Regions from separate parts of the Oryctolagus cuniculus genome. Here region 2 is linked to region 1. A link is a contact called in public Hi-C data. All regions are on one chromosome and are shown on one strand. Each heading gives the region's core, a stretch centred on a gene start, on an enhancer-like site or on the middle of the called end of the contact. The rest is flanking DNA. Distances are from core to core; before and after follow the strand shown. Region 1 holds the start of TSPAN18 (tetraspanin 18). Region 2 overlaps CD82 (CD82 molecule).

Region 1 (4,749 bases), core at 2,114-4,613:
CCTTGGGAACGCTGGGTTGGGAGGTCAACACGCCTTGGGGGGGCGGCGGGGTGCCCCTCCAGGGTCACCTAGGCGGCCGTGCGCCACGCTCAGCTTCCTGGAGCGTTTGCCAGGTGCCAGGCGCTTTCTTGACCCTGCCACCCAACAATGGGGGGAGGGGGGACGGTGACAATGCCTATTTTAATTTCTTTTTTATGCATTTCAGGGAACAAGGGATGCAGAGAGCAAGGGCAAGGAGTGCGCCCATCTATTGGCTCATCCCCAAGTGCTCCCGCTGCCAGGAACACAAGCCGGGTCTCCCACCTGGGTGCGGGAACCCAATTACACCACTCATCCCAGCCGCCTCCCAGGGTGCACTTTAGCAGGAAGCCGGAGCCAGGAGCAGAGCTGGGACTCGAACCCAATGTGGGCAGAGAGCGCCTCAAAGGGCTCCCTACACATGGGTCAGGCCACACGCCAGCCCCCACACTGCCCACCTGGGAAAGCGTCTGGGAGTGTGAGTGACGGGCACGCGAGAAGTCAATGAAATCCTCAGAACCAGCCCCAGAGTCTCAGAGCCGAACGAGGCAGGGCGCCAGCCCTGGGGGGCTCACGGTCTAATCACGCGTGGAGTTACCGTCACGGGCCAGAGGCCATGCCTGCCAGTGGTGGTTTCAACCCTTTAAGGGCAGGGCAGGGTTCCCGAAAATCTTCTGTGAGACACCATCACACATCTCTCCCTTGCCCTGCTCCTTAATATCCCGGGAGCAGGGCTTCTGGGCTCCATCTGCCTATCTTGTCTGAATGCCTCATTTTGCAGATGGGGGCGCCGAGGCCCAGGGAGCCAGGAAGGGAAGGGAGATGATGTCCAGGGCTGGAATCCATGTCTGCTGGCTCCTAGGCTGGGTTTGCTCCCAGCATGCCCGTGTACAGATGCTGTGACCTTTGGGGGGGGGGGTCTGAGCCCCAGCCACCTCTGGCACATCTGGGGCTTGCAGGCCAACTCTGACTTTTTTTCCAGAACCTGAGAGCCGCCATGGCTTGTACGTCTCCAAGAGCAGGGGCCAGGTGACACGAGTCAGACGCCAGCTCTCCACCCCTGGTGGCGTTCTCGTCTGTTTTCACCTCGGTTTCAACATCTGTAAGCGGCAGTGAATTACAGTGAATTACCCACCAGCTGCCTTCTGGAAGGGGGAGTCTAGAACCTTCTGGGCCAGGCCCCAGGCCACTTCCGGGTTTTTGCCAACCCGGATTCCAGTGCTCAGGCCTGGCCTTCCCAGCTCCGCGTCCCCAGCCCCAGCCCTCTGTCCCTTTCCCAGCCTTGTGCTTCCTTTCTTGCTTTCATTACAGAATAGCCAAAGGCAGGCTATGGCCCATCTGCCCATGACCCATTGTACAGGTGGAAACACTGAGGTCAGAGGAGAGATCAGCTTCTCATCACCGAGTGAGAGGGTGGCACTTCCTTCGCTGCCAGGAGCTGCCGCCTTCTGTGAAGGACTCAGCTCTGGGAGTACTGCTGCACAGTACACACGGAATCGTGATTCTCCACCATGGACACCAGACGTCTCCCCCGACTGACTCGGCAAGCAGCAGGTGTGGGGACCCTTCAGTGGGTGTGGGGGTCCCTTGGTGGGTGTGGGGGTCCCTCAGAGGGTGTGAGGGGTCCATCAGAGGGTGTGGGAGTCTCTTGGTGGGTGTGGGGAGTTTCTTGATGCATGTAGGGGTGCCTTGGTGTGTGTGGGGGTCTCTTGGTGGGTGTGGGGGTCCCTTGGTGTATGTGGGATCCCTCAGTGGGTGTGGGGGTCCCTTGGTGGATGTGGGGGTCCCTTGGTGGATGTGGGGGTGCCTTGGTGGGTATGGGGGGTCCCTTGATGGGTGTGTAGGATCTCTTGGTGGGTGTGGGTTTCCCTTGGGTGTGGGGGTCCCTCGGTGGGTGTAGGGGTCTTTGGCAGTTCTCTCCCCACCCTTGTCCACAAGCCCGTGGCTGAGTCTTCAGCACCCCTTTTTGGCCCTGGCTGATGCGTCCCTTCCAGAGAGTGGGGCCCAGGTCTCAGCGCCTTCTTCGCCTTCCTAGGGTAGCAGGATCTCGCTGGAATGTTTTTTATTGTGGTTAAAGATACATCGCTAGAATTTAATAACACCGTTTTATTTTCATTGCATTTATTTTTATGGTTACTTGCTATTTATAGTAATGTGATACTGAGTTTCCATTTATGGTCATGATATAACATATCTCTTTTTTTTTTTTTAAAAGAGCAAGCTCATTTAAATAAGATAAGAGTTGATTTAGAGAAGGGGGCCCTGCCTGGTGCCCCCTCCGTGGAGGCAGGCAGGTGGCCAAGGGCTGAGCAGGAGTGAGCCTCCCAGCCTGGCCTGTGAGTTCCCAGCGCCTCCATTCGCGCCTCCAGCGCTAACAACCTCCGGACACCCCCCCCCCCCCAGCGCCTCCCTCCCTCCCTTCCTTCCTCTGGCTTTGTCTGACCTCAGCCTCCAGCCGCCAGCACCCTCACCAGGATCATGCTCTTTCCTCCTTAAGCTTGCTGGGTCCTGGCATCCACGGAGGCCTAGGCAGAGGGCCCTTCCGGGAGCTCCGGCAGGGGGTCGGTGGTGGGCGGGATCAGCTCTCAAACGGCCGGCCGCAGAGAGTGGACCCCCTGGTCCCTGTCCTTACTTTACAAGAATTCCGCTACTAGACACAAACGCTGCTCACGGTGGGCACCCTGAAAACCTGGGGACCCAGGCCTTTCTCTCCCAGCCTCTCTCCACGTCCCCTGTGTCTCAGTGAGGGTTCCTAAGACGACCCAGGCATCCCCCCAAGTCCTTGCAGGAAGGAATCTGTTTCCTGGAATGTAGGCACGGAAAAGCAGCAACTTCCGGCCGCTGGAAACTCGGCTCCGTGGCCTGACATCACTAACCAGCACTTCCAAGACAGGAGCCTCTTCAGCCCGCATCAGTCACTCACTCCCTAGTGAGAATCAGCGGGCCCAAGGGGCTGCCCACAGAACCCCTGTGTGCTATGAGCGCTCAGGCCCACAGGGAATGGGTGCGGAGGCTTGAGCGTTGGGACTCGGAGTTGCCGAGGGAAGAGGAGCGGGCACCCTGAGCCCCCTCTCTTCCGCGGGGGTCGCCAGGCGCAATCCCTGGGGGCGGTCTGTTCTGACTCGCTGTTTTGTCTGGGTTAGGGCTGGGCCACTACTTCCCAGAAGTGAAATGTCCCCGGGAAGCCCAGTGTCTCGGGCTGGGGAGGGGGTGTGGCCGCGGCAGTAACACAAAGAAGACAAGACAGCCCCCACACCCCCCAAGACGCAGCGGTGGGAGACACAGCCCGGGCCCTCGGAATGAAGGCGTCGTCGCTGGTCTGGGGTCAGTCCCTGCCTGCAGGAGCTCCGACTGTCCGCGGAGGTACTTGCAGCGCCGCGGGCAGCCCAGCCAGGGGTCGCAGGCCCCCGCCCCCGCTCTGCCGTGCCGGCTCTTCCAGATCCCACTCGGGGGCCAGCAAGCCGCTCTCCGCCCTCGCCCAGCCGATCTTCCGACTCCAGGCGAAGCAAGGGCCAGGAGAAGAGTGGGGAGGTGGTCGGGTGTGGAGGGGCAGAGGGTGGTCTCGGGGGACTCCTCCTCCCCCACCCCGAGCGAGGCCTGGGCGCGGGGCGAAGGCGGAGCCGGCGGCAGGCAGGAGGCGAGGGGCAGCCCGCGGAGGAGACGCCACGGCAGCGGCGGCGGCGGCGGCAGCGGCGGCTGCTGGAGCCCGGAGGGGCGGAGGTTTGGGGAGGGGAGGGAGCGAGGGGAGGGAGGGACGGAGCGGCGGGGAGGTGGGGCCGGCGGGCGGGCGGGCGGCTCCAGCTGCCGCCGGCGTCGCGGCGGCTCCAGGCTGCGGGGCGGACGCAGCGCCGAGCGATCCAGCGCGGAGCCGCACGAGGCCGCGCGAGCCCTGGCCCCAGCCCGGGCCCGAGCCCCGAGCCCCGAGCCCCGAGCCCCGAGCCCCGAGCCCCGAGCGAGCTGGGCCGCCTGTGCCGCGGGATCCCCGGCCGCGTCGCCGCCGCCGGGAAGGCAGCCCGAGCCGAGCAAGTTGCGGACGCGCCGCTCCGCCCGCCCCGGGAAAGTTTCCCCCGCGGCCGCCCGCAGGAGTTGGCGCGGGGTCCCGCCGCCGCCGCCGCCGCTGGAAGGTAGGGGGCTGCGCACCTCCGGGCCCGCCGTGCGCTCCGCCGTGGCGCCCCCGGGGACCTGAAGACCCCGCGCGCGCTCCCCGGGGAAAGCGCTGGAGCCGGTGGGGCCGTGGGGGTATGGGGGGGGGGGTCCCAGGGATCCAAGTTCCACTCAAACTAGCGTGGGGGAGTGGGGCAGGGGAGACGCTCTCGCTCCACCCGTGCCCCGAGTCGCCCGCGGGCGGGGGCCTTAGCCCAGACAGGTGCAACGCGGGTGGGCGCTGAGCGCCGTGCGGGGCCAGTGGAGGCGCCCAGAAAACTGTGTGGGGTGGCAGGTGTGGTCTCCAGGTCGGGCGCTGTGCCCGAGGGAGGGGCTGCGCGCCCCGCCACCCTGCAGGAGCACGGGTGGGGCCTGGGGACCCGGAGCGGGGATAGGGTCCGGGGAGCGCACGCTGCTGCCTCCGGGGTCCCTGGCAGCGGGGTGGGGCGGGGCGAGCCGAGCTGGGGGAGCCACGCTTTCTTCCCGCGCGCCGCTTATGCGCTGCAAGGTGTGTGCGGTTTGGGGACGTGGAGCCTCGGTGGTGGTGCTGGGTGGCTCCGGAGCTAGGGCCGGGGCGGATTTGGGGGG
Region 2 (5,083 bases), core at 2,319-4,818, 92 kb before region 1:
TCCTGTGTCCCTGGGGGCGGTGAGAGGCTGGGGCAGGTTCCCGGTTAAAGGGGCACATGGCTGCTGGGTGCGGATCGCAGCAGGTCAGGAGTGGCTGGCACTGACCGCGTCGGGCGCCCCGCAGGCGCCAGGGGGAGGGTGGAGAACGAACCGTGGATGCTCGTGAGCTGGGAGCCTGCCCCCAGGGTTGTGTGCGGGGAAGAGGGGGCAGGACAGGGTGCGGCACAGTGTGGGAAGGCGTGAGCCGAGCGGCACCCTGACCCCGGCCCGTGGCCGCCCCGCTGCAGCTGAAGCAGGAGATGGGTGGCATCGTGACCGAGATCATCCGGAACTACAACGCCAGCGGCGAGGACAGCCTGCAGGAGGCCTGGGACTACGTGCAGGCTCAGGTACAGGCGCCGGCCGTGGGGGCGGGGCGCCCTGCTCCCTGCATCCGTGAGAGTCGGGCTCTGTTCTCCGTGCCCCACGCCAGCTCCCCTCCCCCAGCCCACACCACAGTCCTGTGCTCCGGGGACCTGGCTAGGGGGCAGCTGCAGGGCTCCTGGTGCTTCCGTTTGTGGCCCCTGGAAAGCAGGGCAGTGCTCCGTGTCCTGGAAGAGCCCAGGAGCGCTGGCTCATTTTGCCCCAGGTGGAAGAGAGCCGATGGGTGGGTGCCCCGCGCCCTGCTAACCGGTGAGCTCCTCCCAGACAGCTGGGTAGCGAGAAATGAAACGTGGGTTAAGAGACTGCCTGGAGCCCCAGCATCCGTCAGCGTGCCTGGCACGCCCCCTGCTGGCCACTGGCCGCCGGGCTGGCCTCGCTGCACGTGGCTGGCACGCCCCCTGCTGGCCACTGGGGCTGGGATGTAACGCTAGGAAGCCATCCACCCGGGGAGCCCTGCTGGGCACCTGGGCTGGCAGCTCCCCCGCGCCGCCCCGTCCCCTTCCCCCAGGGACCCGAGCGAAGCAGCTGGTGCCACAGGCGGGTGGCATACCCGTGCCAGGCGCTCTGCCTGCCTCACCCCATTCAGTCTTGCAGGGCCATTACAAGGGCTACAGACGGGGTCATTGCACAGATAAGAAAACAGAGGCCATGAGCCGGCGCCGTGGCTCAATAGGCTAATCCTCCACCTTGCGGCGCCGGCACACCGGGTTCTAGTCCCGGTTGGGGCGCCGGATTCTGTCCCGGTTGCCCCTCTTCCAGGCCAGCTCTCTGCTATGGCCAGGGAGTGCAGTGGAGGATGGCCCAGGTGCTTGGGCCCTGCACCCCATGGGAGACCAGGAAAAGCACCTGGCTCCTGGCTCCTGCCAGGATCAGCGCGGTGCGCCGGCTGCAGCGGCGGCCATTGGAGGGTGAACCAACGGCAAAGGAAGACCTTTCTCTCTGCGTCTCTCTCTCTCACTATCCACTCTGCCTGTCAAAAAAAAAAAAAAAAAAAAAAAAAAAAAAAAAAAAAAAAAGAAAACAGAGGCCAGTGCCTCGAGCCAGGCTGCTCGGGCGGCAGGTGGATTCAGAGCCCCGAATCCTAGACCCTCTAAACCCTCCCGGGGGGGGGGGGCTGCCCTGGGGCGGGCAGAGGGTGAAGCAGCCTGTCCCCGCCCTGCGCAGGTGCGGTGCTGCGGCTGGGTCAGTTTCTACAACTGGACAGACAACGCCGAGCTCATGAATCACACCGAAGTCACCTACCCCTGCTCCTGCGAGGACAAGGGGGGCGAGGACGACGGGCTGCCGGTGGGACAGGGCTTCTGCCAGGCCGACGGCAACAGCACCCAGAGCGGCAACAGCCCGGAGGACTGGCCCGTGTACCAGGCGGTGCGTGCGGGGTTCCTCCCTTGGGGTGTTCGGGGCCGCCATCGGCCTGGGCGAGGGTGGCCCCGTGGCGGAGAGAGGGTGACGCGGCCGTGTTCTCCCCGGCAGGGCTGCATGGAGAAGGTGCAGGCGTGGCTGCAGGAGAACCTGGGCGTCATCCTTGGCGTGTGTGTGGGCGTCGCCGTCATCGAGGTTGGCCCCTCCCCCACTGCTTCCCACCACCACCCCCCCGCTGAGCGGCCTGTGCGGCCTCAGATGAGGCGCTGTCCCTCTCTGGGCCTCCCCCGGCTGCCTGCGTCACACAGTGGTCGTGTCCGGTTTAATCCAGATCATAACCCGGGTGCGAGGCTAGGGGGCGGCGGGGCTCTGGGGCGCCGGGCGGGTGGGCGGCCGGGTCGCCGGGCTGATTCTCCGCCTCTCGCGACAGCTCCTGGGGATGCTGCTGTCCGTGTGCCTGTGCCGGCACATCCACTCCGAGGACTACAGCAAGGTCCCCAAGTACTGAGGCGGCTGGGTCACCACCTCCAGGCTGGGACGGCGCCTTCAGGACTCCCCGGGGCTCTCCCCGGCCCCCTCCCCCAAGCCCCCTCCCCCCTCACTGCTAAGGCCTCTCCTGCCCTGGCTGGAGGTTGGGGACTGCCTGGGACCTGGTCCTCTCCCTCCGCCTCTCTGCTGCTGGCTGTGGCTCCGGCTGTCCTGTGGTCCCTCTTCTCACTGCCTGCCAGGGTCCTCTTGGCCGTTCAGCAGAGAGGCCCCCTGCAGCGCCCCTGTGCAGGTGGCCTGGATGTCCACCTGCTCCCGGGAGGTGGCTGTCACCCAGGGAAAGGGTGGGGGAGGGTGGGGAAGCCCCCACCCCACCCCACCCGGGGGTCAGGGGACTGCCCACTGGCCAAGTGGTCCTGGCTCCCACTCCGACACTTGTACCTTTGGTTTTTCACTTTGTTATTGAAGGGAGGGGCGGGGGTGGGCTTAACCTGAGATCCAGTGGCAGATCCCCTTCCCCAGGCCACACTGTGCGGGCCGGGCCCCAAGGGACCTGGCCTGGGCAGCTTCTGCACACGGTGCGCCCTCAGGGGGCGTGGCCCAGAGCTGCCCAGGGCAAGAGGGAAGTCTGCCTTCTCCCGGTTGGTTTGGTGAGCTGTCCTCTGCCCCACCCCTACCCCCGCCCCAGGAGGGGCCGTGGGGGCGGGGCCGTGAGTGCGGGGCCGTGAGTGCACAGTTCTGTTAACCGTCCTCAAGTCTTGCAGACTGACTATTAAAGCGGATTTGTAACAATCCAGCCTGAGACACAGGGGACCTGCTGCCCGGAGGAGAGGGTGAGAGCAGTGGGGGGAGGGACGGCCTTGGCCCAGGGTCTCACCGGCCGCCTCCAGGCTGCTACACGCAGAGCACTGTGGTCGGGCTCTGGCCCGCCTGCCGCCCCGGTGCCTGGGCTTTGTCTGTTTGGGTGTTGGGACAGGTGCAGAGCATAGCGCTCAGCCAGCTGCTTCTGGCCCTGGGGCGCAGGTGACCCCAGAAGGCGTGCAGAAAGTGGGCTGGCAAGGTTAGGGTGGGCAGTGAGGCCCCAGGATGAACTTGACCTACCTTTGTAGAGCATCTGGCTTTTGCACAGATGTGGGGGGAGCCAACATGTTCATACTAAAGCCACAGGCTGGAGTGAGGTGTGCAGAACCCGGGGGCCTCCGAGGAAGCTCTGTGCACAGCAGGTATGGCTGGGCCCCGTCGTGCCCCCTGCCCAGGGTCCTAAAATCTGGGAGGTTTCTTGCTCCGCTCGATCCTCCTCTCTCCCCTGTCCGGGTCCCTGGAGGAAGAGGAGCAGGAGGGAAGGGCGCTGTAGGGACTTTTGCCTCCTGGGTGTGGCCAGGCTGGCTGGACGGCGGACGAGGGTGTTTCAGAAGGGACCACCAGAGGGCGCTGTTGCCCTGGTCTAGGAGCCTGGCAGAGCTCCGGCGTTAGGCTCGGGCAGGCACCCTGGCAGCCCCACTTGGAGCTGGCGTAAAAGTGCAGATTCCAGGGCTCGGGATTCCGACACAGCAGATCTGGAATGGGGAGGAGGCGGGCACTGCTCAGCCCCGAGGCTCTTCCTGAATCCCACGGCTCGGCTTCTCAGGCAGCTGGCACCCGGAGCCACAGACTGGCTCCTTGGAGAGCTCTGGGGTGCAGCTGGGGCCTGGCCGAGGACCTTCCACTCAGCAAGGAGGTCACCCCGCTCTCCCCACCTGAACCTACTTCACTTCTTCCCAGAGACTTGCAGGGGGAGCGGGAGGGCGGCTGACCCCCAGGCACAGCCCGCTGGGGCCAGGCCGGGGTGGGTCAGGGGCTGGGGCCAGGCTGGGACTCCCACTGTGGTTCGTCTATAACCTGCCTTACCCCACAAAGGAAATATATGGGTTAACACATAGAGCACAATGGGGCAAAGCGAATGTGTGAGCACATGTAGGCTTGCGGGCCACTGCAATGTGCCAGGCGCCCCGGGACCCAGAGCCGGGCTGCACCAGGTGTTTCCCTGTGCCTCGCTCATCCCACGGTGCTCCCAGCTGCAGAGACAATGGAGGTGGTACAGAGGCCAGGCTCAGTAACTGTCGTGGCCCTGTGCGTAAGCATTGCTGCTCACTGCGGGTGTGCACACACACACACACATGCAGACTGGGATGCCCCATCCGTCCCAGCGTGGGGGAACCCCCACGTCCCTCTTCTCTGTCTGAGCTGCAGGTGGTCGTGGTGGGCAAGGTCTCCCAGGTTCAAGGTCAAAGGCTCAGGGTCTCCCAGGGAGTGAGATCCCTGGGCTGAGAGCAGCAGGGTGTGGGGAGACACTGATGACACGAGCTTCCAGCCATCAGGGCTGTTCCCCGGGCTGGGGCTGCCGCCACCTCCTGCCCCTGCCCCAGGACAAAGTCCTGCCTCGGGCAAATGTCTGGCTGTTTGCTGGGGTCCTCAAACCCCTGGATTAAAGGTTCATCCATTTATTCATTCATTCATTCACCCGGTGCAGAACTGATAGGCCTGTGCCAGGCCCAGTTCTAACCTCTTAGGAACCCAGCCCTGGGGGCCGGCATCATGGTGAATGGGTTAGGCCACTGCCCATGTGGACGCGGGTTCAAATCCCGGCTGCACCACTTTTGGTCCAGCTCCCTGCTAATGCGCCTGGGAAAGCATCGGAGGATGGCCCAAGTGCTTGGGCCCCTACACCCACGTGGGAGACCCAGAGGAAGCTCCTGGCTCCTGGCTTGGCCTGGCCCAGCCCTGGCTGCTGCAGCCCTCTGGGGAGCACACCAGCGGATGGGAGATCATCTCT

What was found. A called contact is a pair of places that touch in the nucleus more often than the background predicts.
Region 2: a contact with region 1 is called in a Hi-C map of an unstated tissue, with 4 times the contacts expected there. The contact joins the enhancer-like site here to the promoter of TSPAN18 in region 1. A contact is called at or near these places in 2 of 6 Hi-C or Micro-C datasets (ear pinna and an unstated tissue).

Annotation. Positions count from the first base shown.
Region 1 is chr1:20,994,944-20,999,692 of mOryCun1.1, reverse strand. It overlaps TSPAN18 (tetraspanin 18), which reads left to right and starts at 3,363. Exons shown (of 12, transcript XM_051852548.2): 1 at 3,363-3,381.
Region 2 is chr1:21,087,101-21,092,183 of mOryCun1.1, reverse strand. CD82 (CD82 molecule) reads left to right here. Exons shown (of 10, transcript XM_070071327.1): 7 at 288-389; 8 at 1,588-1,791; 9 at 1,897-1,980; 10 at 2,216-5,083. The coding sequence ends at 2,293. Among named protein-coding and RNA genes, the nearest start is that of CD82, 45 kb to the left of the region's middle. Within about 2 kb of position 3,568, at least 1 of the 8 cell types and tissues checked has an H3K27ac peak or open chromatin away from gene starts, as enhancers often do.